Linked DNA regions of Hordeum vulgare: region 1 is linked to region 2. The links are chromatin contacts, called in public Hi-C maps. All regions are on one chromosome and are shown on one strand. The core of a region is the stretch at or near the end of the contact, and the rest is flanking DNA. Distances in the headings are between cores, read along the strand shown. Region 1 has its middle 92 kb from the start of LOC123429843. Region 2 has its middle 3.7 kb from the start of LOC123429839.

Region 1 (2,981 bases), core at 139-2,638, 940 kb before region 2:
CTTTTTCATATACACGTGCATAATTGTTTCTTGCATGTTGAACATTTTCAAATATATAATACATATTATTTCAATTACATGTTCGGAGGAAACATGAATACATGTTAAACAATTAGCGGCACAAAATATTTAATAAAACTATGAAAATATTTTTTTCTGTTGTATAAACAATTTCTAAATACATGATTAACAGTTTTTACAAACATATGTTTTGATGTCTACTATTTGTTCATGTATATCAGCAACAATTGTTGTATACAAGTTTAACCATTATGCAAAATATATAATTAACATTTTTTGAAATATATGTTTTGATGTCTACTCTTTCCATACACGCTGTATAATTTCTGTACACACCAGGAACAATGTTTTTACGAAATTAAGATTTCGTAAATACATAAATAATATTTTCGTTATATATTTACGTCAAAACTTGTTAATGCTCGATATATTTTTAAAGGTCAAAAATTTATCAAAAATATGTAAAAAGATAGGCATAACTCTAATGTAATAAGATGATCCAATGGAGGGATCGTGAAAATATGCATTTATGTGTACTCGGCGAAAAACAATTATTTCGGTCCAGGATACATACATTCATATTTTTCAATTGCCCCGTTGAATCATGTTATATTATAAGCTTGTTCTTTAAGTTTTTTTTCTAGATTTTTTAAACTGCTACACCGTCAAAACCCTTAACTAGTTCCATCATAAGCAATGATAGAAAATCCTTTTCAAGTTTACTTTATTTGGTACACATTTTATATCTTTGTTATATGTTAGAAACATTTTTTCAAGTGCATAATTAATTTTGCTTTTCATATTCATGATTTTTTATTTTTTTTACACTATATGAACATTTTTTAGGCAAGTCCAAATTTTTTATAGATTTCTTAACATATTTGTGAAAATGGACAAAAGGTGAAAAGATTGAAAGAGAATGCAACCACTCACATGGTGCATGCGTGCATTGAATTTAAGCGATTACACGCTGTCTTTCTCCACTTGTGGTGTGTATCTCATCCTATCAAAATCTCATTTCTCTAAAACGTAACAAGCTCGAGGAAAACTTCACGCTTGCGTTGACTTTAGGTGACATGTGTTAGGCGATGTAGAGCGAGCGCTTTCATCCGCCTCGCGTATGGCGATACATAGGCGCGCCCCTGGAGGAGCATTAAGAACTCCTTCACCATAGCAAGAATGTACGTGTATGCGTTTGAGAGATATTAGAATTGTCACGTGTTAAATATCATGCAGCCCACAGAAATAACCTGAATTATAGCGGCTCGGGCCGATGAAACAATTGGCCCAAGAAGCTATGAAGCCGGTGCACGGTGTGTCGTACTACACGGGGTCCCCTATGTTTCTCGCCTTCCCCTAGAGCGGAGTAACCCCTCGCTAAAGTTTGGACCTAGATGAGCCAGCCCATCAGCACGGGAGGCCACAACCTCTTTTTTCGTTTTTACGCTTTTGATCCCTTTTTACTTTTGTTTATACTTTAAAATATTATAAATGTATATATAATAAAAAAAATCTATTGAAACATTAAAAAAATGTTGAATAATTATTTGAAAAATGGTGAACAAGTATTTGAATACTGTTGTATGGGTATTTAAAAAATATTGAAGAAGTATTTTAGAAAATGTTGATCCTGTATATAAATTTTTTAACCAATCATTTGAAAAAAGATATTGAACAAGTATTTGAAATTTTTTGAACAGATACATTAAAAATGTTGAACAACTATTGGAGTAATATTGATCAAGTATATGATAAAATATTGATCTTGTCTAAAACAATGGTGAACAAGTATTTGAATAATGATGAAAAAGTATTTGAAAATGTTGAATAAGTATTGGAAGTGTTGAACAAGTGTTTGAAAATGTTGAATAAGTATTAAAAATGTTGCACAAATATTTGAATATATTTAATTGGTATTTAAAAAATTTGAACGGTTATTTAAAAAATGAAGAACATGTATTTGAAAAATATCAAATAACTATTAAAATGTTAAACAAGTACATAATTATTTTTCATAAGCGCTCGTACAATGTTGAACGTCTACACAAAAAAATGTTGATCACTTACTAAAATCTGTTTTTGACATATTCAAAAATGTAGATTGAAAACGAAAACAAACGTGAGAAAATACCAAAAAGAATGGAGAAGTAAAAAAACCAAACTAAAAGACGGAAAAGAAACAAATGCAAGAAAACAAAAAAGAAGAAACAAAATGCAAGAAAGAATGAAAAGAAAAGAGAGAAGAAGAAAAATAAAAGAAACCAAAGAAAGTATATAAAAAAAGAAAAGCTAGATGTTTTCCTGCTAAGTAGGTTTGGTATCTCAAGATGGGAAGCTAACATAGTGGCTAACAAGATCCTAGGATCACGAGATTGACTCCTCGCTTGTCCCTTTTTCTTCTCTTATGATTTCTCTTTTTGGTGACAACTCATGGACCAAACAATTGATCCCTCTTAAATCACTTAATGCAAAAATAGCAAAATAGCTCCCGCGGTACCGCACTTGGCAAGCCTTGAGCTCTGTCAGGTCCAGGCTAGTTCCCTGCGCTCGCATAGAAGTAGCGGAATACTCTCGAGAGTGGTTTTTCTAGCGGTCTGGGTTTCTACCGGGTAGGCTAACACCAGACGATCCTATTCGGAGATTCATGAAGTATATATCCGGTTAATCAAAGGAATTATGCGTACTTCTTTGGGCAGTACACAACCGCAAGCAATGTGTACGAACCTAAATGTCCAAAACAATAGCAGTATTTTGTGTGGACTTACATTGAAGGCATGTGTCATTCATATGACCCCTCTCTTTCGTGTGCTGTGAAGCTTGTAACCTAGATCAGAATGTGCGGCAGCTCTGCAAGATTGACATTGACATTTATCTTCCTACTTCGATCCATTGGTTAGCAATCCAACGATGTACTACCAGTTTCCAGATGCGAGTTCCAATAGCTTCCATTTGTAAAGGTA
Region 2 (2,727 bases), core at 175-2,674:
TTGTTTTTCTTTGGATCGAGTGTCTCATGTCCCTCTGTTTTGGGCACCATGTTCACGCCTTTTGCATTCGTGCCATGTGTTGTACCACGCCATGTACTCTTTTAACTTCTTCTTTTATCAATGCAATAGTACACAAGCTTTGCGTGTTCTGGAATAAAACAGTCCCATTCAAATTCATTGATATGACATTAGACATATTCAGTTTTTTGACATATGTATACCATAAAAGCTGAAATTCAAAACGGTTAGGAAATTCCGTACCGTACCAAAAATCAGAAACCATAAAAACCGTAAATTTTTCGGTTCAACTATTGCAGTATATTTGTTAGTATCTCTACCTAATAATACAGGGCTATTGTTTGTGGCGGTACGTCATAAAAACTGTCCCTAAAGGTATAAATTACTACCTAACAATGCCACATATAAGTGATAAAAAACATTTCACACAGGGAAATCCCTCGCCCAGGACGATCCATGGAGCAGGGACCTCCTATACTTTGCTCTGCGTCTTAGAAGAAGACGTAGCGCGCCCATTTTGGTCGGCCCATGTCTGGGCAGCCTGTTTTTTTATTTTTTACTTTTTTCCTTCATATTTTTATTTTGTTCTACTTTAAATAATTTGGGACTTTAAAAAGGATTTGAAAGTTAAAACATTTGAGAATTTTAAAACAAAATGTTTAATAAATCATGAAATGTTTGTGGACTGAAAACATGCTTGTGATTTTGTAAAACATATTTCTTATTCAAAGAATGTTCGTATATTTGAAAACAATTTTTCGTGAAATAAAAAAATCAAGATTTATTTTAAAAATTCTTTTATGAGAAAGTGATCAATAAATGAAAAATTAATTGCCAATTCAAAAAAAATCATCAAAGAAAAAATATCCAAAAATTCAAAAATATTTATGATTTACAAAATAGTTTAATCATTCATAACAGATGGCAATGAATATAAAAAAAGTTTGTTAAATTTTAAAAAATGTTCTTTAAATTAAAAAACAATAGTGCATCTAAAATTTATTTTTACTAATTTAGAAAAACATGTTCCTCGATTATAGAAATGTTCACCAATTCATGATTTATTTTATAAAAATGTTTACAATCCTTGGAAAATGTTTGCAGATAGTATGAAATGTTCATGAATTTAAAAATGTTCTTGATTTTAAAAAATGTTCAGAAACTTGTACAAGTGTTGACGAATTTGTAAAATGTTCACTATTTCAAAATTTAAAATTATTAATGATTTCAAAAAATTAAGAGTAATAGTGTATCTCGATAATGCAGCAAAGTATGATCATGAGCAGTGAAGATTATGAAATATATTTTCCGTTGCAATGGGCTAGTCGGTTTTAAAATGCACAAGGGTGAGATAGTGTACCAGAACGGATTTTTTTTCATTTTTTCTCAAAAAAACGATGTTTTTTCTTTTAAAAAAGGGGATGAGTTTTTTTAACGAGCGAACAGTGAGCAAGTTTTCCGTGCCTTTAATGCGCTGGTCCCACCACCACCCACCACCACGCCCCCTCCTCCTTCCCTCCCTCCTCGCCCTTGTTACTTGACCCCAAACCTATTTCCCAGCCCCAAATCGGCGACGGTCCCCGAAGCCGAAGCCAGACCCAAACCCAATCGCCGGTCCCAAATCGGCGACCGTCGATAATGACGGCGACGACGCGAGCGGCGGAGTGCGGCCAGAAGTTGCCGTTGCTTGTCCCTGGAGAGTACCCTTGTGTTAGGCAGTTCCGTTACCGGCGTCTCCTCACCTTCCTCTGGCTCCACGGCTACGGCTCCACCTTCTTCGCGTATGCACCCGCAGCCCTTCTTTCGCATTGCCAGTGATTTGATCCACCCTGCTCGCTGATCAACGGAATGCATGATGCAGGATGTTGAAGCACACAAACACCTACATTTGCGTGGTCCATCTGGTGCGCCTCGTGCGTGTCCCAGGGCCAGTGGACTGAAGCCTTGGATTACATCCTCCCTCGCTTCTCGCCGCTGGACCCCTGTTCGACGCCCAGCCTGGAGGCCTCTGTCCTCGTCAAGTTTCTTCGCGCGCACCGTTTATTCCAGTCGCAAGTAGCCAGGTATCTGAAGCACTAATTTCATATGGGACCCCTCCCTTTTTCTCGCAATATACAGATCAAGCAAATTCCTTAGTCATAGCACTACTCCTCTGGCTCTGTGAATCGGTAGGTTTTCTCGGGACTGGAGACCCACGTGGGCTAAAGCAGCAGAGATCGTCGGGGACTTGGCTAACAGGACTCCAGAATTCAAACACAGGCTGCTACTGCCGGACGGCCTGATGGGTCCGCAGAACATACTCCCCATCGGCTTCGGGTATGCGCACACACACAGGCACACACACCGTGCGCATCACTGTCAAGTGGTAATCCATGATCACGCTGTAACTTACTAATCAATTTCTCTTTATTTGATTGTTTGCATCCGGGTCAGCTTTGCTCCTTTCCGACGGAGGAGGCACGTCAAGAAATGTACCCGTCCCCCCAGCAAGCATGCACGCCAAGAACGTTCCCATCGGATAGCTAATGTCTATCTTGACAAGAGGATGAGGTAATCTTACTCTTGCTATCCTCGTACCTTGATTCAACCAACATATGCATGCCATTTCTCATTTCTTCGTACGACTTGTCTTCTCATGCTTGGTTCGTTGCCCTTTCCAGCCTGCCTTCTTCCAGCCACTGCAGCCAGGAGATGTCACCTGGTATACTC

The links. A called contact is a pair of places that touch in the nucleus more often than the background predicts.
Region 1: a Hi-C map of leaf shows a contact between it and region 2, with 3 times the contacts expected there. The contact joins two enhancer-like sites. A contact is called at or near these places in 1 of 6 Hi-C or Micro-C datasets (leaf) and 1 of 1 datasets of contacts at active chromatin or transcription factors (embryo).

The regions. Positions count from the first base shown.
Region 1 is chr2H:161,108,153-161,111,133 of MorexV3_pseudomolecules_assembly, reverse strand. No RefSeq gene overlaps it. Among protein-coding and RNA genes, the nearest start is that of LOC123429843, 92 kb to the right of the region's middle. Within about 2 kb of position 1,388, at least 3 of the 3 cell types and tissues checked have open chromatin away from gene starts, as enhancers often do. A contact at or near this core is called in leaf, where this site is marked.
Region 2 is chr2H:160,164,093-160,166,819 of MorexV3_pseudomolecules_assembly, reverse strand. No RefSeq gene overlaps it. Among protein-coding and RNA genes, the nearest start is that of LOC123429839, 3.7 kb to the right of the region's middle. Within about 2 kb of position 1,424, at least 1 of the 3 cell types and tissues checked has open chromatin away from gene starts, as enhancers often do. A contact at or near this core is called in leaf, where this site is marked.